Regions from separate parts of the Mus musculus genome. Here regions 1, 2, 3, 4, 5 and 6 are each linked to region 7. Evidence: chromatin contacts called from public ChIA-PET, HiChIP or PLAC-seq, Micro-C and promoter capture Hi-C data. All regions are on one chromosome and are shown on one strand. The core of a region is the stretch at or near the end of the contact, and the rest is flanking DNA. Distances in the headings are between cores, read along the strand shown. Region 1 holds the start of Adgrf3 (adhesion G protein-coupled receptor F3). Region 2 holds the start of Tyms (thymidylate synthase). Region 3 has its middle 14 kb from the start of A230098N10Rik. Region 4 holds the start of 3110082J24Rik (RIKEN cDNA 3110082J24 gene). Region 5 holds the start of Mnx1 (motor neuron and pancreas homeobox 1). Region 6 holds the start of Selenoi (selenoprotein I). Region 7 holds the start of Dnajb6 (DnaJ heat shock protein family (Hsp40) member B6).

What was found. Promoter capture Hi-C pulls out the DNA fragments that hold promoters and counts their contacts. A called contact is a pair of places that touch in the nucleus more often than the background predicts. ChIA-PET counts read pairs in DNA pulled down with a chosen protein or histone mark. HiChIP or PLAC-seq counts read pairs in DNA pulled down with a chosen protein or histone mark. Capture Hi-C pulls out chosen DNA fragments and counts their contacts.
Region 1: a contact with region 7 is called in an H3K27ac HiChIP or PLAC-seq map of large pre-B cells, with 4 times the contacts expected there. The contact joins the promoter of Adgrf3 here to the promoter of Dnajb6 in region 7. A contact is called at or near these places in 11 of 39 promoter capture datasets (the 3T3-L1 cell line, 3T3-L1-derived adipocytes, the C10 cell line and 7 more) and 2 of 115 datasets of contacts at active chromatin or transcription factors (double positive thymocytes and large pre-B cells).
Region 2: an RNA polymerase II ChIA-PET map of effector CD8 T cells shows a contact between it and region 7, with 37 read pairs. The contact joins the promoter of Tyms here to the promoter of Dnajb6 in region 7. A contact is called at or near these places in 11 of 39 promoter capture datasets (the 3T3-L1 cell line, the C10 cell line, cranial neural crest and 5 more), 2 of 484 Hi-C or Micro-C datasets (the HL-1 cell line and embryonic stem cells), 9 of 115 datasets of contacts at active chromatin or transcription factors (the HPC-7 cell line, acute myeloid leukemia, astrocytes and 6 more) and 4 of 9 other capture datasets (adipose tissue, liver, macrophages and 1 more).
Region 3: a contact with region 7 is called in a promoter capture Hi-C map of the C10 cell line. The contact joins the enhancer-like site here to the promoter of Dnajb6 in region 7. A contact is called at or near these places in 6 of 39 promoter capture datasets (the C10 cell line, the HPC-7 cell line, cranial neural crest and 3 more) and 1 of 9 other capture datasets (macrophages).
Region 4: a contact with region 7 is called in a FOXA1 HiChIP or PLAC-seq map of pancreatic cancer cells. The contact joins the promoter of 3110082J24Rik here to the promoter of Dnajb6 in region 7. A contact is called at or near these places in 12 of 39 promoter capture datasets (the 3T3-L1 cell line, the SN4741 cell line, cranial neural crest and 9 more), 1 of 15 datasets of contacts at CTCF or cohesin (large pre-B cells), 2 of 484 Hi-C or Micro-C datasets (the HL-1 cell line and embryonic stem cells), 12 of 115 datasets of contacts at active chromatin or transcription factors (DN3 thymocytes, the HPC-7 cell line, bone marrow-derived macrophages and 9 more) and 2 of 9 other capture datasets (adipose tissue and liver).
Region 5: a Micro-C map of embryonic stem cells shows a contact between it and region 7, with 1.4 times the contacts expected there. The contact joins the promoter of Mnx1 here to the promoter of Dnajb6 in region 7. A contact is called at or near these places in 5 of 39 promoter capture datasets (the 3T3-L1 cell line, cranial neural crest, embryonic stem cells and 2 more), 1 of 484 Hi-C or Micro-C datasets (embryonic stem cells) and 2 of 9 other capture datasets (adipose tissue and pancreatic islet).
Region 6: a promoter capture Hi-C map of adipose tissue shows a contact between it and region 7, with 2.1 times the contacts expected there. The contact joins the promoter of Selenoi here to the promoter of Dnajb6 in region 7. A contact is called at or near these places in 1 of 39 promoter capture datasets (maxillary cranial neural crest), 2 of 115 datasets of contacts at active chromatin or transcription factors (effector CD8 T cells and memory CD8 T cells) and 2 of 9 other capture datasets (adipose tissue and liver).

Annotation. Positions count from the first base shown.
Region 1 is chr5:30,203,662-30,207,401 of GRCm38.p6, reverse strand. It overlaps Adgrf3 (adhesion G protein-coupled receptor F3), which reads left to right and starts at 1,680. Exons shown (of 14, transcript NM_001014394.2): 1 at 1,680-1,786; 2 at 3,001-3,061. The coding sequence starts at 1,697.
Region 2 is chr5:30,072,259-30,075,937 of GRCm38.p6, reverse strand. Tyms (thymidylate synthase) reads left to right here and starts at 2,313. Exons shown (of 7, transcript NM_021288.4): 1 at 2,313-2,577. The coding sequence starts at 2,391.
Region 3 is chr5:30,043,539-30,047,269 of GRCm38.p6, reverse strand. It overlaps a transcript of Tyms not described here. Among named protein-coding and RNA genes, the nearest start is that of A230098N10Rik, 14 kb to the right of the region's middle. Within about 2 kb of position 1,754, at least 8 of the 459 cell types and tissues checked have an H3K27ac peak or open chromatin away from gene starts, as enhancers often do.
Region 4 is chr5:30,104,165-30,107,960 of GRCm38.p6, reverse strand. It overlaps 3110082J24Rik (RIKEN cDNA 3110082J24 gene), which reads left to right and starts at 1,875. Exons shown (of 3, transcript NM_001256263.1): 1 at 1,875-1,954; 2 at 2,547-2,898. The coding sequence starts at 2,602. Garem2 (GRB2 associated regulator of MAPK1 subtype 2) reads right to left here and starts at 2,765. Exons shown (of 6, transcript NM_001167879.1): 1 at 2,558-2,765. The coding sequence starts at 2,669.
Region 5 is chr5:29,476,779-29,480,130 of GRCm38.p6, reverse strand. It overlaps Mnx1 (motor neuron and pancreas homeobox 1), which reads left to right and starts at 1,661. Exons shown (of 3, transcript NM_019944.2): 1 at 1,661-2,546. The coding sequence starts at 1,856.
Region 6 is chr5:30,230,969-30,234,645 of GRCm38.p6, reverse strand. It overlaps Selenoi (selenoprotein I), which reads right to left and starts at 2,065. Exons shown (of 10, transcript NM_027652.3): 1 at 1,831-2,065. The coding sequence starts at 1,887.
Region 7 is chr5:29,734,402-29,737,777 of GRCm38.p6, reverse strand. Dnajb6 (DnaJ heat shock protein family (Hsp40) member B6) reads right to left here and starts at 1,880. Exons shown (of 8, transcript NM_011847.4): 1 at 1,662-1,880. Gm5129 (predicted gene 5129) reads left to right here and starts at 1,842. Exons shown (of 1, transcript NR_028426.1): 1 at 1,842-2,444.

The DNA of each region.
Region 1 (3,740 bases), core at 431-2,930, 470 kb before region 7:
GCCAGTGATCCTGACCACAGAACGATCTCATCTGCCCAAAATGTTTTTTTTTTTTTAATTATGTCAACAGCCTTTAATCGCAGCACCTGGAGACAGAGGCAGGCAAATCTCTGTAAGTCCAAAGCTAGCCTGGTCTGTAAGTTCAAGGCCAGCCTGGTCCATATAGTGAATCCGAGGATAGTAAGGCCCTATCCAAAAAAGAAAAGAGTTTGGCCCTCTGGCTCCCAAGATGCTCTCTTGTACCATGTTCCTGCCACGTGTGAAGACCCCCAAAAGATGCAACCCCTCAAGACCCAAGACAGTAAGCCAAATACATTTCTATTTGTTACAAAACCCTGCCTGCCAGTTGTGGTGGCACACACCTTTAATCCCAGCACTGGGGAGGCAGAGGCAAATGGATCTCTGAGTTTGAGGCCAGTCCAATCTACACAGTGAGTTCTAGGACATTCAGGGCTACACAGAGAAACCTTGTCTTGTAAAACAAATCAAAACAAAAAATTACCCTGAAAGACCCTCGAGGGGAGACCCTCACTCAGACACTCAAGTCCCGGGACAGCCGCGTACCCAAGAAGACACTGAGACCATACATAAAATGTAGAAGGCAAGATTTAATAAGGCAGCAACATGAAAGCACACAGACCAGAGCTCTGGGGTCGAAATAAAGCAGCAACATGGAAGCACACAGAGCTCTGGGGTCGAAACTCATACACCTTAGCACAGGGTAGAGGAGTCTCGACGGTCAGCCAGAATTTTTCACAGGCTTATATAGTAAAACTCAAAGGGGGAGAACTGGGCAGGGAAAGTACAAGTTTACATCACTAGGGAGTTCTGCCAAGGGACAAGGGGTTCTGCCAAAGGATTCTACGTAACTAAGGAGTCATGTCCTATCAAGGAACCTACGTAACTAAGGAGTACCTGGTTCATTTTGAGGTTGTTCCAGGAGGCCTTTATCTCAAAAATGTTTTTGGAACAGTTTTTAGTTGGGAGGGTTCAAACTTTAGGGTGAGGAGTTTTGGGGTGAAAAGTTTAGGAGTGTTCTGGGAACAATCTCTAGATGGGAGGGGGTGGGCTCCGAGGTAAAAAATTCATGTTCTCACAAGAGGCCAGTAATTTTCTATTCTTCAACCCAGCCTGAGGTATTCTGACATACAAATACAGGGGACGGATTCAAGGTGTTTGATGGAACAAGAGCTGGCTTTCTTGTACCATGTGTGTTCCAGGGACCAGTTCAGGCTGTGGAGTTTGGCGGCAAGCTCCTTTACCCTCTGAGGCATCTTGCTGCCCCCTTTATAGTCTTTTCTAACCTTGGTTCAGTTTTGAAGGTCTAGCTTCCTGGAGGCATTCCAAAATGATCCAAGTTTCCTAGGCCCTGGGGACCATGCCTGAACCTGCCTCTGTGACCTGTTGTTTTTTGTGACGTGGTACCTGTGTCCCCTCCGCCTGCCCAGGAGAACCAAGGCACACTCCTCTCACAGAATCATGTGGGGGTCCAGGTGGCCCCAGTGACCTGGAAGCATATCTGCCCGAATCACAGGCTGTGACACTTGCTCTGTCAACTCACCTTGGCTCCCTCTGATCTTTCCTCCCTTCCTTCAGTAATAGCCCTGCCAGCTGGGGCGGGGGGTGGGGGGGGGTGGGGGGAGGAAATTTGCATCCTGGAACAGCCGGAGGGCTTTAGGGACTGCTGCGTTGAGCCATGTCCTCTCTAGCTCTCTCCCAGCTGCTCCTGGCCGTGACTCTTCCCCTGCTGGAGTTGGAGCCAACATTTGTCCCCACAGCCCAATCAGTAAGTACTGGGGTGAGTGAGGACCCTGGGGAGACCTGCAGAGGCCACAGTCAGAGCCACAGGTTGTGAGGAACCACAGGGTGTAGGATGAAAGGTGGAAGGAAGGGACCAGCTTGCCCCCAAGAAGGCAATCTTCCTGCCCAGGGTGAGGGGACACTTCCATAGCTTTACCTGAGTCCCCATGACACCCTACGACACCTGCTGCTCTTTTGGCTACCAACTTACAATGAAATGAGAAGAAAACCTTTGCAGATGTAGAAGCTTATTAGCATAGACGATGGGAAAGAGTCTGAGGAGAAGCGTGGAGCCTAGGCTTGCATTTTATTATCTATTTATCTACAGCTCCTAATCTACTGCAATCCCCAGATCTAAATATCCCTATCTGTAGCTTCCTCTGTGGCATGTCTTATCTATAGCCTATCCTTGCCTGCACCTGTTTGTTTGTTTGTGTTATATCCTCCTAGTTTTCATGTACTTCCTTGTTTTTATTTTCTGTGTGGATCTTCTGTGTTGCCCAGGCTGCTCTTGAACCCTTGCACTTAAGTAAGGGATACTCCTGCCCCATTATCTTAAGTAAGGGATACCCCTGCCCCATTATCTTAAGCACTGGGATTATTGTACAGGCTTGAACCACCATGTCTGGCTTCCTTCTGGTTTTATTATTTATATTTTGGGGTGATTGTTGTTAGTTAGTTTGTTTGTTTTTTAAATAAAGGTTCACTCTGTTGCCCAGGCTGTCCTTGTACTTGCTACAGTCTTCCTGCTTCAGTCTCCTGGGTGCTGAGATTGCAAGTGTGAGCTGCCATCTGGTTTTAGATGCATACACACATGGGATTTTGAGAGGAAAACATGGGTTAATTTGCAGGACCCTGACTCCTTGTTGGAGCTCTGGACCCAGCCATTTCAATTAGCCTAGAGGCCCAGGGACAGGTCAATTCAGGAAGGAGCTAAACAAAGCATGTTGACTTCCAGGGTGTGCCTGGTTCCTGGTTTCAGGTGAGGCTGCTGGCCCTGGCAGGGTCCCTGGAATTGTGCCCCTGTCCCCGTTTCTGAACATCCTTTTCTCCCTCCAGATACTTACATTTGACCTCTGGCCTAAAGAAGAACTTCTAAGAGACCAAGTCACACCAGAGTAGCCAGGCTGCCCCTGAGGGTACCCTGGCAGGAACTTGAGACCAGCCTCTCTCCTCAGAGTCTCCTCTATCTCTTTCCAGGAGCTCAGTCCATATGGAGGGAAATCTGGGCAGCAACTGAACCAGTACAGTGGAGAAGGGGGTGAGTGGAAGGACTGGGGGGCAGGGGTATCAAGAAAGGGGAAAGGAGCCGGGCTTGGTGGTGCACGCCTTTAATCCCAGCACTTGGGAGGCAGAAGCAGGCGGATTTCTGAGTTTGAGGCCAGCCTGGTCTATAAACTGAGCTCCAGGACAGCCAAGGCTATACAGAGAAACCCTGTCTCGAAAAAAACCAAAAAAAAAAAAAAAAACAAAACAAAAAAAAAAAACAACAAAGCCGGGCGTGGTGGTGCACGCCTTTAATCCCAGCACTCGGGAGGCAGAGGCAGGCGGATTTCTGAGTTTGAGGCCAGCCTGGTCTACAAAGTGAGCTCCAGGACAGCCAGGGCTATACAGAGAAACCCTGTCTCGAAAAAACAAAAAACAAAAAAAGGGGGTGGGGTGGGGAGGAAGAAACAGAAAGGGCCACAGTGAGGCTCTGGGGGTGGGGGTGGGGGTGGGGCTCTCCAGCTCTTTAGCTGTGAGGCCTAGAAAGACACATGCACTTTGCAATGACAACTTGGAACCATAGACCAGAGTGCTTCCCCAACGAGGATGGGAGTTGTTACCATCCTGCACCCTCTGTGTACCTAGGCAGGCTACAGGAGATGACATCTGCTTGTGTCCCCGGAAATGGCCACCTGAGTATGTTAAGGCCAAAGAGGACTAGCTTGGGGCCTCAC
Region 2 (3,679 bases), core at 1,064-3,563, 340 kb before region 7:
ACCAGAAAAGAAATTCCTCCTGACACATAATAATCAGAACAACAAATGCACTAAATAAAGACAGAATATTAAAAGCAGTAAGGGAAAAAGGTCAAGTAACATATAAAGTCAGACCTATTAAAATTACCCCAGACATCTCACCAGAGATTATGAAAGCCAGAAGATCCTGGACAGATGTTATACAGACACTAAGAGAACACAAATGCCAGTCCAGGCTACTATACCCAGCAAAACTCTCAATTACCATAGATGGTGAAACCAAAGTATTCCATGAAAAAACCAAATTCATATATTATCTTTCCACAAATCCAGACCTTCAAAGGATAATAGTGGGAAAACACCAACACAAAGATGGAAACTACACCCTAGAAAAGCAAGAAAGTCATCCTTCAACAAACCTAAAAGAAGACAGCCACAAGAACAGAATCCCAACTTTAACAACAAAAATAACAGGAAGCAACAAATATTTTTCTTTAATTTCTATTAACATCAATGGACTCAATTCCCCAATAAAAAGACATAGACTAATAGACTGGATACACAAACAGGACCCAACATTTTGCTGCTTGCAGAAAACCCACCTCGGGGACAAAGACAGACACTACCTCAGAGGGAAAGGCTGGAAAACAATTTTCCAAGCAAATGGTCCAAAGAAACAAACTGGAGTAGCCATTCTAATATCGCATAAAATTGACTTCCAACCCAAAGTTATCATAAAAGACAAGGAGGGGCACTTCATACTCATCAAAGGTAAAATCTACCAAGATGAACTCTCAATTCTGAATATCTATGCTCCAAATGCAAGGGCATCCACATTCATTAAAGAAACTTTAGTAAAGCTCAAAGCACACATTGCACCTCACACAATAATAGTGGGAGACTTCAACATCCCACTCTGGCCAATGGACAGAACTTAGAAACAGAAACTAAACAGAGACACATGGACACTAACAGAAGTTATGAAACAAATGGATTTAACAGATAGCTACAGAACATTTTATCCTAAAACAAAGAATATACCTTCTTCTCAGCACCTCATGGTCCCTCCTCCAAAATTGACCACATAATTGGTCACAAAACAGGCCTCAACAGATACAAAAATATTGAAATTATCCCATGCATCCTATCAGATCACCACAGACTAAGGCTGATCTTCAATAACAGCATAAATTACAGAAAGCCAAAGTTCACGTGGAAACTGAACAACACTCTACTCAATGATATCTTGGTTAAGGAAGAAATAAAGAAATTAAAGACTTTTTAGAGTTTAAAGAAAATGAAGCCACAACATACCCAAACATACGAGAACAATGAAAGCACTCCTAAGAGGAAAACTCAGCTCTGAGTTCCTCAAAAAGAAACTAGAGAGAGCACACACTAGCAGCCTGACAGCACACCTATAAGTTCTAGAACTAAAGGAAGCAAATTCACCCAAGAGAAGTAGATAGCAGGAAATAATCAAATTTAGGGTGGAAATCAACCAAGTGGAAACAAAAAGAACTATTCAAAGAATCAATCAAACCAGGTGCTGGTTCTTTGAGAAAATCAACAAGATAGATAAACCCTTAGCCAGGCTAACTAGAGGGCAAAGGAACAACATCCTAATTAACAAAATCTGAAATGAAAAAGGAGACATAACAACAGAACCAGCGGAAATCCAAAACATCACCAGATTGTATTACAAAAAGCTATAGTCAACACAACTGGAAAACATGGATGAAATGGACAATTTCCTAGACGGATACCAGGTTCCAAAGTTAAATCAGGATCAGATTAATGATCTTAACAGTCCCATTTCCCCTAAAAAAGTAGAAGCAGTCACTAATAGTCTCCCAAACAAAAAAAGCCCAGGACTTAGCACAGAGTTCTATCAGGCCTTCAAAAAGACTTAATTCCAATTCTCAAACTATCCCACAAAACAGAAACAGAAGGTCCTCTACCCAATTCATTCTATGAAGCCAAAATTACTGTGGTTCCCAAACTACATAAAGATCCAAGTACAAGTATCGTATAAGCCAAAGGCTCTTTTTGAGACTGGGTCTCAAGTACCTAGGCTGGCCTTGAACTTGCTATGAAGTGAAGGCTTGCCTTAAACTCCAGATCCTCTAGCCGACTCAATCTCCCAGGAGCTGGGATTTAATGGCATGCATCCCCACACCCTGATCCTATAGGCTCTTAATGCCATAATAGGGTAAATACAGATTTGAGAAAGTGGGCAGGTGTTTGCCTTGCAAGCTGTAACCACTTCTGTCACGTGGGGGCGGGGTCTGCCACGGATTCTGGCGGCCGGAAGTTTCCCAGCAGGAAGAGGCGGGCTGGTGTTGGAGGAAAAGAGCGCCAGGAAGGTCCTGGTTTTGTCGCTGACTACACTGCTGCCAGACTGCTCCGTTATGCTGGTGGTTGGCTCCGAGCTGCAGTCCGATGCTCAGCAGCTGAGCGCGGAAGCCCCACGGCATGGAGAACTCCAGTACCTGAGGCAGGTGGAGCACATTTTGCGCTGCGGCTTCAAGAAGGAGGACCGCACGGGCACTGGCACCCTGTCGGTGTTCGGCATGCAGGCACGATACAGCCTGAGAGGTAACTGGGGCTGGTCTGCATTAGCGGGAGGACGTCCGGCAGGCAAGCTGGGCACGCGGAGACGCCGGGCGAGCGTTCTTGGATAGCCCTAACCCGGGCTCTGAGGTTCTAGGAGTCCTAAACTTCCCGTGCGCGACCCAGGTGACAACTACTTCAAGTAAACCAGGTTCTGAAGGTCTGCCTTTGACCTTAGTCCCTGTTAAACCTTTTCTCCCGAATCCAGTTTCAACCAGTTGTGCGGCCCAGAGGGAGGGAGTGGGAAGAAACCTGCGGGAGCTTGTCCAAATCCTGCTCTGAGGTCTTGACTTTGCTCCTCTTCTTCCTCCCCTTATCTCCTGCTCCCCTTTGCTGCTGCTTTTAAAATTGGAGCGAAAATGGCTTGGGCGGTGCTACGGCTGCGCGGGAAAGGGGGAGACCCGGGCCTTAGGCGGGAACTGTGGGGTTTTTCCTTCCAACAGCCTTGGCTTTTATATTTTATTTTATTTTATTTTATTTTATTTTATTTTTGGTTTTTCGAGACACAGTTTCTCTGTGTAGCCCTGGCTGTCCTGGAACTCACTTTGTAGACCAGGCTGGCCTCGAACTCAGAAATCCGCCTGCCTCTGCCTCCCAAGTGCTGCAGCCTTGGCTTTTAAAGAGTAACAAGAGGCTGTTGAGGAGCAAAGGATGGAATCAACCACAGGGCCTGGAAGGGCACAGAACCTCCTAGGTGTTGGCTGAGGATGGGGGTGCTAATGGTGGCATTCAGGAAACATGAAGAGCAACCTGACACTGGAGTAGAGAGTAGCTTTGAGTGGGGATATGGCCGCTCTTAGGACATTTGCTTAGTCTCAAACATTTTCTGGAGCTGTAAACTACAGCTTCTACTGCACAGATTGGTCCAGCCTAAAGGACCTCCCAAGAATTGTGGACCCTGATGAACCACAGACCTTTTAATTCACGTCCTCTGCTTAGACTGTGGACAGGTTTTTTTTTTTTTTTTTTTTTTTTTTTAAAGTATAGTTGTGTTTTGTTTTTGTCCTTTACCTCTCTAGTGTTCATTCAGCTTTTCGATGATGTTAAAGCTGGAAGTAGTGCTCTGGTTGCAAAACCTTCACTCAGA
Region 3 (3,731 bases), core at 505-3,004, 310 kb before region 7:
AAGACCCTCTCTGACAGGCACTCTTCCTGAGATTCATCAAGCTCTGCCTGGGTACTATCTGACCCCTGCGAGATCACCTTTCAATAGCATCTTTTATGAGCGCCCAGAGGCAAAGGGTGAAATTATCTGCCTGAGTGATTTTCAAGGCTTTTCCAATTTTCTCCCAGGTTCTGATATCTAATGTTTTTTCTTCCTTGAACCTTGGGCAACAAGAATCTATCCTATCTAAAAAATTTTCTAACAATTGTACTTCAAGCCCTACTCCTCTTGCCCGAAGCAACTCTTGAAAACTGCGGACAATGGCGTGATTCATTTCTTTTTAAAACCCTTTTCCTCTCGCCTGAAGCAGAAGCAGCTTTTAAAAGCTTCGGACAACCGCCTGATCAGTTCGTAGTTCTGATAATTTGCTGCTGACCTAAGTGAATCCAGCACTGGGTTAGCACTGATTCACGCTTAGACAGTATCCTCCCGCGCCTCTAGCAACACTTTAATAGGGCTACCATGTGTACCTGTTGCTTTGCTGCCTGATACTATCCTTTTCTTTTTCTTCCCGTGGAGCTTCACACAAAACAGCGTTCCTTCAGCGTCTTCCTGACCTTCCTCAGGTCCCGGTCCCGGCACCAGATTGTTGCAAACCGTCACGCAGCTCACATGGACAGGGTACACCTGAGTGGCAGGCCAGGGCTGAAAGAGGGGAACTTGGCAGTTGAGAGAAAAATGGAGCTAAGTCAAGATTCCTGATCAAAGCTCAAATGTTTAATGGCAAATGTGCTTATAAGGGGGTGGGAGGAGGCCCATTCCCACTAATTCATTCTTGGAGTGAAAGGAAATAAAACTTGAGACATGTGATTCATGTAATTTATGTCAAATAGCCCAAAGAGTTGTTTGTGAGCTTTGAAACCTGGGGCTAAGAACATAGTAGAACAGGCCAGGACATGCCCGGGCAAGATATGTCCTGACTGGCCTAGTGCCTCCCTATCTCCCGCCCTTCTGATAGTCTGTTGATGTTTAAATGGACCAATCATGTGAAACCGGGCCAATTCCCCCCAGCCCCACCCCTTTTCTTTAAAAACCCCTAGCTTCTAAGCCTCGTGGTCGAAACCACTGTCTCCTGTGTGAGATACATTTCAAACCGGAGCTCCGCCATTATGGCTCCACCATGTGGTCGACACCTCTGTCTCCTGCGGGAGATATGTGTCGGAGCTCCGTCATTAAACTACCTCATGCTTTTACATCAAGATGGTCTTCTGTTTGTGATTCTTGAGCGCACGCCGAATCGAGAATTGAGTGGGGGTTTCCCCACTAGGTTCTTTCAGGAGCCCAGCTGCAGTGGACAGTGTGCAGGATGGGGTGTAGTCTCCCAGCAGGTATCTTGAAGGGCAACAGTGGGAGTGGCTGAGCAATAGAGTGATCTAGGGAGGAAGGTTCTATCCTAGGTAATCTCCTTGGTGGCAGAAAGGTCAAGGTCTGGCTCAGCCTGCTTCAGGCTGGGGGGAGGTTACAGTAACTCAAGGAGGAACCCTCACAGTCATTCAAGGAACCCACACAGCCCATCAAAAGAAGTCCTAACAACCCTTCAAGAAGGAACATTCAAAGGCCCCCAAGGAGGGACCCTCAAAATCCCTCCTAGAGTAGCCATTACAGTCATTCATGGAGTATCCTTCAAAGTACTTCAGGTACTAGCCCTCACAGTCCCTAAAGGCGGAGCCCTCGAAGTCCTCCAAGGATGAGCCCTCAGAGTCCCTCATGGAGGACCCCATGCTGTCCCAAAAGTAGGAGCTCTCACAGTCACTTAAGGAACCCACACAGCCCATCAAGGAGAAGTCCTCGCAGTCCTTTAAGAAGGAACCCTTGAAGTTCTTTAAGGATGAGCCCGCACCATCCCTAATGGAGGACCCCATGCAGTCTCTCAAGGAGGAGCCCTCACAGTCACTCAAGGACCCCACACAGCCCATCAAATGAAGTCCTGGAAGGCCCTCAAGGAGGCAACAAGTCCTCACAGTCACTCATGGAGGGCCCCATGCAGTCCCTGAAGGAGTACTCCTCACAGTCACTCAAGGAACCCACACAGCCCATCAAAAAGAACTCACAGTCCTTCAAGAGGGAACCCTTGATTTCCCTCAAGGAGGCACCCTCAAAATCCCTCCCAGAGTAGCCATTACAGTCGCACATGGAGTAGCCTTCGAAGTACTTCAGGTAGAAGCCCTTGAGGTCCCTCAAGGCAGAACCCTCGAAGTCCCTCAAGGATACGCCCTCACAGTCACTCAAGGACCCTACACAGCCCATCAAAAAGAAGTCCTTACAGTCCTTCAAGAAGAACCCTCGAAGGCCCTCAAGGAGGCACCCTCAAAATCCTTCCCAGTGTAGCCATTACAGTAGCTCATGGAGTAGCGAGGGCTTCTCCCTGAAGTACTTCAAAGGCTACTCCGTGAGCGATTGTAAAAGCTACCCTGGGAGGGATTTTGAGGGTGCCTCTGTGAGGGACATTGAGGGTTCCTTCTTGAAGGAACTTCGAAGCTCTTCAGGTAATAGGCCTCGCAGTTCCTCTAGAAAGCCTCTAAGATCCTCAAGAATCCTCTAAGTCCTTCAAGGATGAGCCCTCACAGTCCCTCTTGGAGGACCCCATGCATTCTCTCAAGGAGGAGCCCTCACAGTCACTCATGGAGGACCCCATGCAGTCCCTCAAGGAGGAGCCCTCACAGTCACTCATGGAGGACCCCATGCAGTCCCTCAAGGAGGAGCCCTCACAGTCACTCAAGGACCCCACACAGCCCATCAAAAAGAAGTCCTCATAGTCCTTCAAGAAGGAATCCTCGGAGTCCCTCAGGAATCACCCTTAAAATCCCTCCCAGAGTAGCCTTACACTTGCTATGTACAATTTTCTGAGGAATTGCCAAACTGATTTCCAGAGTGGTTGTACCAGCTTTCAGTCCCACCAGCAATGGAGGAGTGTTTAAGAATTTCATTAATATGTTGCTTTCAATAGCTGAGTAGTACTCCATTGTACCACATTTTCTGTATTCACTCCTCTGTTGAGGGACATCTGGGTTCTTTCTAGCTTTGGGCTATTATAAATAAGGATGCTATGAATATAGTGGAGCATGGATATATGCCCAGAAGAGGTATTGTTGTATCTTCTAGTAGTACTATGTCCAATATTCTGAGGAACCACCAGACTGACATCCAGAGTGGTTGTACAAGCTTGCAATCCCACTAGCAATGGAGAAGAGTGACTCTTTCTCCACATCCTCGCCAGTATTTGCTGTCACCTAAATTTTTTATTTTAGCCATTCTGAGGGGTGTGAGGTGTAATCTCAAGGTTGTTTTGATTCACATTTGTTGGATTTCTGTATATTAAGCCATCCCTGCATCCGTGGGATGAAGCCTACTTAGTCATGATGAATGATCAGTTTGATGTGTTCTTGGATTTGGTTTGTGAGAATTTGAGTATTTTTGCACCTTTATTCATTAGGCAAACTGGTCTGAAGTTCTCTTTCTTTGTTGGGTCTTTGTGTGGTTTAGGTATCAGAGCCTTTGTGGCTTCATAGAATGAATTGGGTAGAGTACCTTCTGTTTCTATTTTGTGGAATAGTTTGAGGAGTATTTGAATTAGGTCTTCTTTGAAGGTCTGATCAAACTCTGCACTAAACCCATAACGTCCTGGCCTTTATTTTTTGGTTGGGAGACTATTAATGACTGTTTCTATTTCTTTAGAGGATATGAGACTGTTT
Region 4 (3,796 bases), core at 626-3,125, 370 kb before region 7:
ATCATTCCACTGGAGTGCCTGCTGTCCTGGCCCAAGCTGAGGCTGGGGACTCCCAGTGGATGAGTCTGGGCCAGCCAGCTTCTGCCCTCTAGCCATGCTCTGGCCTCAGGAGACACGCAGGAAGCAAGTTGGAGGCACAGAGCTGAGGGTGTGTAGGGACATGGAGGAGGAGGCCACCAGGCTGGGGTGGAGTAAAAGAGTCGTTACTCTCTAGGACCGGGCAAATTCACATCAGTGGGATCCTGTCAAGTCAGTGCCCAGGCCAAGCAAGGAAAGGACTAGAAAGAATTTGTCCCGTGGGTCCTGGCTATGAGGGCTCTCACAGTCACTGTTAGCTCCGAATGGCATGGTTTACTCCTGAATCTCTCAGAGAAACACGTTTCCTCTCTGCCCACTGCCACAGAGTCTTACATTCACAGGACCTCAAAGGATAGGGGAGGAAACCCCACCCCAGAGAAGCTATTTCTTAAAGTTGGGGTAGCACAGGCACTGGATTTAGGAAAGCAGAGTGGGGGAGGGGGAAGGAGTCTAGTCTGAGGGAAACAGCCCAGGGGCAGAGGTGCAGGGGTTGGGAGGGGTCTGGGCTCAAGAGGCTCCATCCCCAGCAACGGTTTCCAGGGGAGCAGGAGGGGGCAGCCCAGCTTCCAGGAGACTGATGGGGCGTATCCTGGATGCAGCTGGTGGGCACAGTGGGGGTGGGGATGTCTCCTTCCCAGCCCCCTCACGTGCACACGCGCGTGTGGGCATACACACACACACACACACACACACACATCTTACAATTTTTCTACCAGCCCAATGAATGGGAAATGGTTTACTCTAACAGCGGGGGACTTCATAAAGCATGTCTATGTGGGGTGAACAATGGGTGGGGTATGCAGGGCTTTCAGGGGAAGATCTCCCATTCTGGGTGTGAGGATGTATGTGCACTAAAGTGCAAATATGCACAGGGGAGGTTTGTTGTTTCTCCTCCAGCTCTACAAGCTCTCCTTGGAGCTAATCTAACAAGCCCCACCCCCCACTCCTCCACAGAGACACAGGCCAAAGCCACACAGGTATACACACCAATAGCCAGGGGTCACCCTCAGCAATAGTTCAGCTGCACCCAACAAGACAAATGCTTGTCATCCAAACAGCACAACTCAGTCTCAAGATCCTACCAGGGGACCCCTCCTGAATGCATACCAACGAGAGGACTTCCAAGGACACACAATTTCAAGCATACATTTTTATTCTAATGGTTACGACAGTAATAACCACACTGTCACAGACAGCTAGGCCATCCCACACTATTGCTCATTCATTCATTCACTTAATGAATGAATGTCCATACTCCTTGGCCCTCCCCAAAAGCCAGCAGCCCTGTGGAATGGGGCGCACAGGTGTCAGGGAAGCACAGAGAAGTCCTAGCCATAAAGAAGCGCTCAGAAAAGAACTCAAAGAAAAGGGTGTCAAAGAGATGCGTGGGAAGTGAGCAGGAAGAACCTAGGGCAGAATTTCCTATTCACAAGCAGACACAGTCCAGCTGCAAGCGCAGTCCTGGGATCTCACGCTGAGCAGTGAGTGAGGTCCCACCAGAGTTAGACTGCCAGGTATTCCACCTAAAGGACCGGGACACACTGAAGTCCCACTGAGCCTGCTTCGGCCCGCCTGGTGCTCACTGTGCCCAGTTCTTGCTGTTGCGGGTCTGAGGAGGGGCTGCCAGTCCAAGAACAGCACAGGAGTCCCATTAGCATTCAGGGAAGCGAGTGTGCCAACGCGGGCCAAACCCCTATTCTTCTCACACACAAAACCCCCAGCCTGGCTGCCAGCCCCGGCTCCCGCCCCTCCCCCAACCAAACAGCTCCCCTTTCCCCCAACACTACAGTCCTCTTGCTCTGTGCAGCCTTCAGGCTCTCCTATATTCGGTCCCATCATCGGAACACCCGCACCTGCTGGCGAAATAGGACGAGAGGTGGGGGAGGGCCGGGGGTCCTCTGCTGAGATAGGGAAGGGTGTGTGTGTGTGGGAGGGGGGTGCCTGGTGGCCGGCCCGCTCACTCAGGCCTCTCCGGAGGATAGTCTGCCCGTTGCCAAAAGACCTCAGGATGTCAAAGGACGGTTCAGGAAAGGTCCCAAAAAGGGACTAGCGGGGATGGTAGGGAAAGACCTATCGTGGTCCAAGAGATGCGGTACGATGAAGGTGAGAGGCTGGAAGACAAAGGGATCAAGGGGGTGCGGCCTGGGCAGGGGCCGATAGGCGCCGGGAAAGCGGGGTGCACCGACAGAGCGGCCCACAGACTCAGCATCGCTACTGGCTCCAGGGGGACTGAAAACTTTGTTGCAACCCTGCGGCCAGTTACTAACCCTGTGGGGGGTCGGAGGGGCCCAGAAGCGGCTCCCAGACTTGGGGGCTCCGGTTGTGCCAGGAGCAGCCCCAGAAGACAAGCAAAGCCCCCCATCAACGGGGACAGGGAGGGTAGTGACTGAATGCGCCTGTAAGTCCTGCCAGCTCCAACAGAGCGAAGCCCCGACTTTTCGCATCCTCCGCCTCCGTCTCCCCTCTAGACACCGGGTACCTGGTCCGAGGCAGGCGAGCGTGGGCAGGCGGCAGCGGCTGACGATGAGGTCCAGCGGGAAAGCGCCCATGCTCCAGCGCAGCCCGGCCAGCCCGGCCGCCAGCTTCTCCATGGCATGGGCGCTCCCCGGGGTTCGCCGTCCCGGGACCCCGACGGCCAGTCCCGCGCAGCTCGGGCTGCGCGCCCACCACCTCCTCCTGGGCCGAAGCGGCGCTCCCCGCCTGGCAGCCCAGCTGAGCCTCGGGAGTCACGTGGCCAGCCTCCTTCCACGGGGCATCAGCCCCCACCCCCATCCCCGCCCCGCGCCCCGCCCGCCGGGCCCGCACCCCCGGAGCGCCCAGGTGACAGGGTGCTCGGGGTGGAGATGGTTAGGGAAAAGAGAACAGGTCCGATGGGACTCTGGCCGGGTGGGTGTCCGAGGTTTTCCCCTCGTGCCAAGGCCTCGCGGAGTCCGGACTCAGGATTGCTGCGTTGCTCACATCCGCTACTCCAAGCTCAGCGGCGGGGATGCTCAGACTGGGGAGGAGCAAAGAGGGCAGGCGGCACTTGGAGTTTGAATCTAAGTAGTGTTGGAATCCTGTAAGAGCACTTTCCGAAACCCCGCTCCACCCCCCCCACGCCCTCCCCCTCCCCCCAATCTGCTCTGTAGATGGGAAAACAGATTCAAACCTGAACGATTGGGGTCAGTGGCAGCACTCTTTTTTTTTTTTTTTTTTTTTTTTTTAAACCGTCTCTTTCTTTTCTGTTCTTTCTACCAACTTTCATATCCCCTCCTGTCTGAAGCTCTCGAGTTCTTAGAGGAGAAGCCTTTCCCAGAAACTTTGCTGGCCTTGCTCTCGCACCCATCTGGAGGCTCACTTCGCTTCAGTGTGTCTGCGGCGCCCTCTGCAGGTGCAGGCCGGTCGTGGCTGAGTGCTCTTCAAGAAGGACCTTGGTCCCTAGTCTGGTCCTTAAAAGTATGGACTCTATTCAGTCTTGGCCTCCATGCCCTCAGGAGACTTCAACACGTGTACACACAAACCCTTTCATCTGATGCGCCTGAACCCGTCTTTTTGTATGTAGTCTAGGTTGGTCTTCCCACCCTCCTGCCTTAACCTCCTGGAGTACTACAGGCCAGGCATTACAGCCTTGAGCCATGGCGCCAAGAGCGTTTTTTCCCTTTTCTTTTTCCATACTCAGGGCCTGCCACGTGTGCTCCTCCAGCCCTTCTCTTGTTTTCGGTTTTCAGACAAGGCTCAA
Region 5 (3,352 bases), core at 412-2,911, 260 kb after region 7:
TGGTGGCGCACACCTTTAATCCCAGCACTTGGGAGGCAGAGGCAGGAGGATTTCTGAGTTCGAGGCCAGCCTGGTCTACAGAGTGAGTTCCAAGACAGCCAGGGCTAGACAGAGAAACCCTGTCTCCAAAATCAAAAACAAAAACAAAACAAAAACAACAAAAACAAAAAACCTACTCACTCATCCCAACAGAATCACTGCGTTAAATCTCTCCTAAACAAAACTTGTTGACAGGGAAAATATAGTCCTTACTTATATTTATCGTTACCCCCCACCCCCAATCCCTCTTGAAACAGCTTTGCCTGCTACTTTTAAATTCACCCAACAAGGATTGTCCTAGCCTCCTGGCCTTCCCTGGGCCATTTCCGATCTTTTATTAACCTCTCACCTGGTTGGGAAGCCGCGATCCAGAGACCTGGAACTCCCTCCCACTTTCCCCTCGTGTTTGGGGAAGATACCCGAGAATGGAGCTAGCGAGAAAGCTTGATTTCTCAAACTACTTATTGATTCGTTACATTAAAAAAAAAAAGCCCCCGGAAGCGTGTTTACAGTAAATATTTGATATGTGCGCAGGCTGAGGTCTGGATTCACACTTTAATACGGTCTCTGGAAGCCCTTTCTTGATTTTCCTGAACTCGGCCGGCAGGAGGAGGCGAGAGCCTGATAGTGGCTCCCTTAGCCTGCGAACTGGCTCAGTCCGAGGGAGCAGTCCTCGGCCAATTCCCGCAAAGCCTTTTTCCTACACCCCCACAAGGCAAGGCTCTAATAGAACTTGGTTCTCACCTAGGTCCGGCTCAGTGGCACCTGTGCAAACGACCTTCAAGTCAATGTGCATCTCTGAGTTGGAAAACTGCTCTCTCTCCACTCTGACTGAAGATTTGTAGGCTTCAACCTCTAATACCGTATTTATACACACCGAAACCCTACAAACAAACATTTGCGGCGCATGATACTTTTGGGGGAGGGGCAGATAAGAAGGTTCGACCTGCTGAGGGTTAATGACAGGGACGCAAACCATCTTGAAGCAATCAACACTCAGGAACGCGAGAGATTTTGGGAAACCGAACAGTCTTCAGTGTACTAAGCTCAGGGTCCCGTTTTGGGTACCTAGTGGACTTCAGGGGTGAGGACCCACCTAGTTCCTCAGTGCAGAACATTCCACAACTCCCTCAAGGGAGCGCGAGTAGCTGGAGGAAGATAAGGCGTCCGCCTCTGGAGGAACAAGGTGTCAAAGGGACTCGGGGGGCACTCACTGGGACCCAGGGTTACTGGCGCTCACCACTCTCCCAGCAGCAAGGAAGCAGTAAGCTTGTGTTCAGCCTCCAAACTCTCCAACCTGCCTCCTCCGGCCACCTACGCTGTTCACCACCGGCTGCTTAGGACCTGGGGGCGCAGGGGCGGGGCGTCAGGCTAATTGGACCGTGACAGGTGAGCCCCTCGGCCAATCGCCGGGCAGACAGCCCTCCTCGGGCCCCCGCTGAGCGCGCCAATCCCAGACCGCCCTGAGCTTCAAGTGTGCGGAGGGGCGCGGGTCCCCACCAAGGCACCAGTGGCCTCGATGCGGTCGCTTGAGCTCTTGAGAGCAGAGAGCCGGTCTCCCCAACACAAACTCGCAGGAGCGCTCCGGTGGAAGTTCATACCAGTGAGTGGAGCGCGGTCCCCACGAGGACCGCAAAGAGGAGGCGCCTGGACGATGGTCGCTCTCAGCTGAGTTTCCGGCTGCGACTTTATTGGCAAAAAATCGCAGTAACAATACCGGCCCCAAGGCTGGCCACCGCCACGCTCAGTCTCCGTAAGCCCGCACACGACTGCATCGCCCACCCTTGGACCCTGATTGTCAGCTCCAATCGAGCCGATGGAAAAATCCAAAAATTTCCGCATCGACGCCCTGCTGGCCGTGGATCCCCCGCGAGCCGCCTCCACGCAGAGCGCGCCTCTGGCCTTGGTCACTTCCCTCGCGACTACAGTATCTGGTCCCGGCCGCGGCGGCAGCGGCGGCGGGGGGACCAGTAGCGGGGCGAGCCGTAGCTGCAGTCCCGCATCCTCGGAGGCCACTGCAGCGCCCGGTGACCGGCTGAGAGCTGAGAGCCCGTCGCCCCCACGCTTGCTGGCTGCACACTGCGCGCTGCTGCCCAAGCCCGGATTCCTGGGCGCCGGAGGAGGCGGCGGCGCGGCGGGTGGGCCGGGCACTCCCCACCACCACGCGCACCCTGGTGCAGCAGCCGCCGCGGCTGCCGCTGCCGCTGCCGCGGCTGCCGGTGGCCTGGCACTGGGGCTGCACCCGGGGGGCGCACAGGGCGGCGCGGGCCTCCCTGCACAGGCGGCTCTCTATGGACACCCGGTCTACAGTTATTCGGCAGCAGCTGCAGCGGCCGCGCTAGCTGGCCAGCACCCGGCGCTTTCCTACTCATACCCTCAGGTGCAGGGCGCGCACCCTGCGCACCCTGCCGACCCCATCAAGCTGGGTGCCAGCACCTTCCAACTGGACCAGTGGCTGCGCGCGTCTACTGCGGGCATGATCCTGCCCAAGATGCCGGACTTCAGCTGTGAGTACCTGCGCCGCACCCGGACAGTTCTCACGCGCATCCTCCTCTCTCGCACCCCCTTCCTTTTGCTCTCACCTCCTAGCGAGCTGTGGAAGAGCATCGAAGCCTCTGTGGCTCATTCCTGGGCCTGTGAGGCCTCTCGTGGGCCGCACAGAATGAAAGGAGCCTCAAATTATTAAGATGGCCACAAGCAGGCCTTGGCCTCTCTATCTCTCTTAACAGACAGGGGAGGTTGGAGGTGTGAGGCTAAAACCTAAAGAATAACCTGCAAGCTGGACAAGGAAGTGCGCGGAAAGGCTAGCCTCGATTAGGGCAGGTTTTGGGGGTCGCTGAAACCGGGGACTTATCTTGAGAAAATGAACTTTGTCAGAGGTTCCATTATAGGCTATGAAGAGACACATCACTGGGTCCAGAAGTAGCTCTTCCGTGGCCCTTGTAAGGACTCTGCCTTCCTTTGAAGGGCAAGACATTTGCATGTCTCTGTCTCTCTGTCTGTCTCTGTCTGTCTCTGTCTCTGTCTCTGTCTCTGTCTCTCTCTCTCTCTCTGTGTGTGTGTGTGTGTGTGTGTGTGTGTGTGTGTGTGTTGGTGAGGGTGGGCGTCCCTCCAAATGATGTCGAACTGGTCTGTTTGAATATAAGGTCACCGGGTCTATAAATAGAAAGTGCCTGGCTGGGAACTTCAGGTGCTCAACACCTTGGGGAGTTCCTGTCCAAGGTGAGGGCACAAAGGTCCAGTCTTCTGCATCCTCTCTGTTACCCAATAGGGACAACCTTGCGGGAGGGGGGACATTTCCGACTTCCCTGGC
Region 6 (3,677 bases), core at 816-3,315, 500 kb before region 7:
AAAACCTCTTTAAGTATTTTGATTGCATGCTTGGGGGTGGTGTCTTAATCCGTTATAAAGCATGTACTCTCTGAAGACCACACAATGAGAAGGCAATGAGAAAGAAAGGATCTCTGTGTGCAATTTCACGTGCCAACAAAACTGACCACACAGATTTTTCTTTCCCTTTGGATGCCTCTGTTTCATTCTTTTAAAATGAATGTGGTATGGCATCCAGCAGAGAGCCTTCTACTAGAATTTAAGGTTATACATTTGTGATTGATTTTGGATCCCGCCTCCAAAAAAAGCCTCACTGTAACTAGAATAACATCAACATTTTAGTGACTGCTGGGACGATTGCAAAACTGACCTTTGTTTTCCAGAACGATAGGAAACCGGTTGTCAAACACAGGAGCTGAGTCAGATAAGGAAGGGACAGCCACAGAAAACCACACCGAGATGTCCGATAAAATAAGACTTTTATCTAGCTGGGACTATAAACCTAGAGAAGACGGTGAGGAAAACTAGGCTCACTGAATAAAGCTGCCACTTTATAAAAACTTGCTCTAAAAGTCAAGACTCATTTTCGAAGAAAATATTTTGGCTGCCAATCTTTGCAGTGCAGCACAGATAACCAAGAGGGTGATGCAAACACACACAGGAGGTATCTGGGTTAACAGCCTTCTGACCCAAGCCACTAAGAAAGCTCTGCAATTTCTTCCTTCCCAGTTACAGTTTTAAGGTAAGTCACCACCTTAATTCAGAATAGTATGGTCCAACACTGCTTCAAAGAAGAATATCCTAGGGCCTTCTAAAGCCCCTGGGTTTTTTTTTTTCTATTTCAGTTAAACAAAATGAAGATTTTTCCCCCCAAAATATTAATTCATTGCACAAATGTTTCCTGGATGACTACTACCCACAGGACTAGCCTCATCATTTGGACATTCTATTCGGCACACACTAATTTCATAAAGGAACAGATTGCCCTCAAGAAAGGCTTACCAAAGATGAAACACCAAACCTCATTATTTCACATTAAGACACCTGGATGGCCAGTAGTTCCCTGGGGGGACTACTAAATCTGTATTTTGCAACCCCAGAATGCTGGAACCACCAGCATTTCTTGGGGGTTCATGCCGTGCCAGACTCTTTTCAACCCTTTCCAATATACTAAGCACAAGAGAAACTCACACTTAGGCTAAAGAGCCTAAAAGAGAGGCTGAGTAGGGTTTCAACGACTCGTCCAAAGCCAAAAGAAGAAACTTGACTTTGGCATCGCGTTTCTATGTACTCCAAAGCCCGCGCGCTCTTTGCACTATACAGTTTCTTCTAGTGCACAACGTCTTAACCTGCAGTGCCAGCGCTACGAGCCTCAGTGAAAGCCCTTTTCCAGGGGTAGGGTGGAGTGCATCTGCATTAAGGCCTGAAAAAGTCACTTCCCTCCCTTAGCATCCGCTAAAAGACCATCCAGATCTCTGAAGTTGTAAGCACTGAGAGGCATGTGAGAAGCTCATTCAAACGACGACCAAAAGAAGGGAACAACACCCTCTCTGGGAAAGGCTGAAAACCCGCCGCAGTGACAATTAATAAGGAAAAGGAGAGAAAGGAATTTCTTCACCCCACTCTCTAAGGAAAAGGCAGTCTCCCGCGGGGTGCCAAGACCGGGCGGCCGGCCTAGGATGCTCCCAAGCTTCCCGACCGCGACCTCCCGCCCCCAGAATCCCCTTCAACAACGCCCGCCGGCGCGCCACGCGGCAGGCGCAAGGTGACACGGACCGCGCCGGCCCCTCGCCGGCCAGGGCGCGGCCCGGGCGCGGGGGAGATGGGCGACCGCCTGCTCGCCTTCTCTACCTTGTACTTGTCAAAGCCCGACAGCTGCTCTGGGCTCACGTATTCGTAGCCAGCCATGACGACCCGAAAACTGAACGCCCACTCCGCAGCGGCAGCGACACTGCGCGACAGGGCAATGAAACAGGAGCAGCACACGGCGTTGTGCAGAGCTAGGAAAGCCTGGGCTGGTAAAGAAGGTAGAGGCGCGCTCCGCCCACCGCGCACGCGTAGCGCACCCAGTGCGCAAGCGCAGCCCCGCGGCTCCCGCGGGTAGGGACACCGCCCCTTACACGGCCCGCCCCCAGCACCGCCTCAATCCAATCGGCACGGGATGGCCATCGCCAAGTCCCGCCCCTCCTACCGTCTTCGTCGCTTCATTTGCCAGAGTCAAAATAGGTGAACTGAAGTAAGAGGAGGAGTGAAAGGTCAACTTCCCAGCAGCCTTTGCTCTTGTCTCTGCTATAGGAACCCCGAGTGATTGTGTGGGATGCTCGCATAATCTTGTGGCCCGGGTGAGTGTGTACGGGGGCGTTCGAGGGGAAGGGCGGAGGCAGGTGTGTGCCACAGCGGGCTGTGAGCGCCTGGAGCTTCGGGATCCTGAAATGATGATGTCGGGCGAACGGGAAACATCGAGTAATCCAAAGGGACTTGAAAATCAGTCCCTTCTGATCCATGATGCTTGTGAACCTTGGACTGCCTCGTCAAATTCCACTGGTTCAGCCGGTGCGAATTCCAATTGCTTAAGTCTCCTCGATTCCCCCATAAAACCATTGATCTCTCAATCTCGACGGGGCCCTGTGTTTACAAGGAGTGATTTTACAACTAGGGCCCAGTGCATTGTAGAAAGAACACGTCACCAGTGGTTAATATGTGTCTAATAATAGGAAATGTTTAATAATTGCTACTTTTTATTGCGTGCCTTACGTGCAGAGAATTTTGCATACATCATCGCCAACCCATTAACTTTGAGATGAGAGGCATTTGCCCCATTTCCCTTAGCACACAGTCCGGAGTTGTGTATTCTCCAGTACCAGCAAGAAATTCAAATTACAATGCCTATCCAGAAGCACTTATTTGGTTGGAAATGGTTAGCCCAATTAGAAATATAGCCCTATTAGAAACAGATTATCAGTGAGTCTAATAGTTCCCTTGTTCCCTGGAATGAGGGCAATTAATTTGAAATCTCCACTTAAGTTCCTTGGAGTCATTCACTTAACAAATTGCTGTCAGGACCTAAGATATGCTAAGCACAGTTTCCGGCTTTTTTGAGACAGGATCCCATACCAGCTCCTAGCTAGCCTGGAACTCACTATTCAGCCCAGACTAACCTCAGATTCATGACAATATTATCAATATCAAGTGTGAGCCACCACACCCACCTCTAAAATGTACAGTTCTTAATGAGATGATGCATATAAAGTGTCCATTAAACCAACATAAAATCTTTGCTATGTAGTTTTTCTAGTCAATATAAATATGACAAAAAGAATCTTGTCATCAATTTTTTTTTAATATGAGCCTTGCACCATTCCATCTGAAATACAAACCATACTTAAAATACTTTAACTACTTGTGGAAAAACATTTAAAAGTGACAGGATAGGGCTGGAGAGATGGCTCAGCCGTTAAGAGTAATGACTGCTCTTCTGGAGATCCTGAGTTCAACTCCCAGAGGTGGCTCACACCCATCTGTAGCTCCAGTTCCAGCGAATCTGATGCCCTCCTGTGGCCTTCAAGGACACTGCATGCACAGGATGCAGGCAAACACACACCCATACGTGTAAAATAAAAAGTAATTTTTTAAAAACTTACACAACTGCAAACTAATAACAGTACATGAGCTACACATTTATTATCCACTTTACATCG
Region 7 (3,376 bases), core at 631-3,130:
ATAACAAAGTGCCTTCTTTACAATTCTAAAGATGTGGCTGGTGCAGAGGGTGCACACCTTTTTTTAATCCCAGCAGGAGGCAGAGTTCTGTGTTTGGTATCAGGCTGCTATTCAAAGTGAGTTCCAGGACAGCCAGGGGTACACAAAACAATACCAAAAAAGTTTGCAAGCCGGGCGTGGTGGCACACGCCTTTAATCCCAGCACTTGGGAGGCAGAGGCAGGTAGATTTGAGTTCAAGGCCAGCCTGGTCTACAAAGTGAGTTCAGGGACAGCCAGGGCTACAGAGAAACCCTGTCTCAAAAACAAACAAACAAACAAACAAAAAGACAGGCATGGTCTGCCTGGGCAAGAGTGAAGAGAAGACTGAAACTTCCAAGTCAACCATACCTACAAAAGGCAGCATTTCTTCCCATATTTCTTTCATGTTCTTCCTAATTCCAAAGCTCCACCCAAGTGTGTGTACTGATGACACCGTAATCACACACCGGAGGGCAATTCGGCCTGTGGTGGCGATATCCCAAAGTACAACAAAGGAGTCCTTCCAGGAATCAGTAAGTCTACTGTGGGGTTTACTTTACAAACAAGAACAGACTAAGTTCAAATATCAGGGCGCTTGTTCTTTAGGTTGTTCCCTCCTCTGGCTTTTATGTCCAATATTTCTACTAAAACAGTTGCCTTAAAGTTGGTATCACTTCCCTAGCAAGCTGAGCGTCCTGAGATTCTACGGCCTAGAATGCGTAAACCCTAACCACAAATCTAAGGTTCAAATAAAGACGTTACAAAAAAACCAAAGTGGCTGCACTGGGCAGGCACTCCCCACCTTAGAAGGTGGGACCATCCCCACCATTCCCTTTCAACGGTTCACATACAACTTCTTCGGTAACAAAGCTTTTAAAACTTGACAAACCCCTCCTGTTTAAAAAAAAAAAAAAAAACTCCATCTCCAAAGTTTTTAAGACCTTTTAGTTTGCAGTGCAGAGTTCCTTGTCAACACAACCGAAGTAAATTAAGACTTAGTGTAAACTCCAGTTACATAAACTTTGTTACGTAAACCACAGCAAAGCAACCTTCGAGGCCAACATCAAACTAGTTTTAAAAGTAAGCTGAGCCAGGCGGGTCGCCTAGCAAACTTCCCAACAGTCCCTGGAAACCGCCTTGGCCTTCCCACCCGGCCCCCTTCGCTGCCTGGAGGCCTGGGCCGGTGATTGCGCCTTCCATGGGAGTCCTGCTCTTCGCAGGCCACCTGACCCCTTGCTTGCAGAATGCAGTGAGGACGCCAGGACTGGGTGACACCAGCCTTGCCTACTCCTGGAGCTCTGCGGCCGACCTAGCGCGTGCCGGACCCAACCGCCACCTTCGACCAGAGAACTAGGGAAGCGGACCGCAGCTAAGCCCCGAGCTAGGCCTGACCAAGAACGGCAAACGCTCTCCACAGACCCAATCTACAACCGGCCCAGACCAGGAACACCTTAAGCCCCAGACCTAGACACAAGACTACAGCCTAGACTGGAACCCGTTCGGCCTTGTGAGCAGTACCGGCCCCACTGTCGACCCGGTTCCTGCACCCGTATTCCGGGAGCCAAGCGGGTTAGCCCATTCGCAGGCCTTCCCCTCCCGCCGTAGTCAACCCTGCTTTTCGCCGCGGCTCGCGGACCCTCACCGAGGACACGGCGGCCAGCGAGGAGGGAAGTCAGGCGGCCGGTCTCCTCGCGGCTGTGGCACAGCTGCGCTGGTGGCGGTGGCGGCGGCGGCGTCTCCTCGCGCTTTCCTTTCTCTTCTTTTCTCCAACAACAAACAGGAAGTGCGTCACGCGGTGGCGGCGCGGCCCGGCGACGTCGACTTCCGCCCGGCCCTGAAGCTAACGTGCGCAGCAGCCTCCGTGCGCGTCGGACTTGATAGCGCTGGTCTAGCGTTCCGGAAGATTCTCGGAGCTGAGGACGGTGGGATTCTGGAGGGTTTACATAGGCGAAGGTGGCTGAATAGGGCGGGAAGCGTCCCCTTGCGCAAGCTCTGTGCCTGGAGGGCTCTAAAGCCTGAGGCGACTGTAGCCGAACCAAGGAGCCTGCGTTTGCCCGGAAGCAGGCTGGGAGGAAGGACGCTCACAGCCTCTGACACAGTGGATTCGGAGATAAGGACCTGATAGCGTAGTATGACTCACACTCCTATGGACTTGGAGAATTGTGGTCCCGAGGTTCGGCCGACCCAACAAGCAGGCCCGACTTAGAGTGAACCGTGAGAGGCCTCATCATTACCAACTCGCAGTGCTGAATCCAGGGTCTAGATTTCAAACACGGTTATTTTAAAGATGTATTTACTTTTTGTATGTGAATGTACTGTCTTCGGACACACCCGAGAAGGACATCAGATCCCACAATAAGCTCCTGTCTCAATAAATCAATAAGCTCCTGTATAAATAAATAGACATTTAAATCCTCACCCCACCCCCACTTACACCCATAGGATGAGTAGTTTTTCATCTTGCCCAGTAAGTTTCAAAAGGTTAGCTAACACTGCACTGGAAAGTAAGAATGAAAGAGAACATATTGATCTCAGAATGTTATGGTTGGACGCCCACCTTCTCAACGCCTGAGAAGGACAAGCACAGAAGATGTGGAGACCCATGATCTGAAGTCACAGATCCTTGGATGCTCCCTCACATGTAGGATATACTCAACTCCAGATAGAACCCTCCAGAATGGCTCCTTGTCTCCTTGCTTCTGTTCTGCCCCCAAGGTTCCCAAACACTACACTTCCCCTTTTGTGAAACATAGAATTTGGCCAGATCTCTTTTCTAATTGACTTTCAGCCCTACAAGATGGCTGTCCAAGACTGAAATGAAAACTAAGCACAAAAGTTCCCGCCCTTTCCTTTACCTTCCTCCACCTCTCCTTCCACCTTTCTGCTCTCAATCTTACCCACTACCACCCTCAATGGCAGGAATCAAGGAGTCTGGCCTAGTGACGAGTGGAAGGTGTGTGTGCTTGCATACTCCAGGGCTGACAGCCCAGCAACCCAAGCTTTCTATTGAAGCAGCGCCGAAAGACAAAGCCAGTTATAAGGTAGAGAATAGGGAAAGGAGTCCCCTCGCCTCAGAGTCTGGCTGAAGCCTCTTGCCACATGACATTTAAGAATTCTAACACGCAGGGCAGTGGTGGCAAATGCCTTTAATCCCAGCACTTGGGAGGCAGAGACAGGCAGATTTCTGAGTTCCAGGCCAGCCTGGTCTACAGAGTGAGTTCCAGGACAGCCAGGGCTGCACAGAGAAACCCTGTCTCAGAAAAAAAAAAAAAAAAAAAAAAAAGAATTCTAACACAGGGTCTGAGGAGATGACTCAGTAAAAAACATTAGTTGCTCTTTCTAGAGGATCTGAGTTCA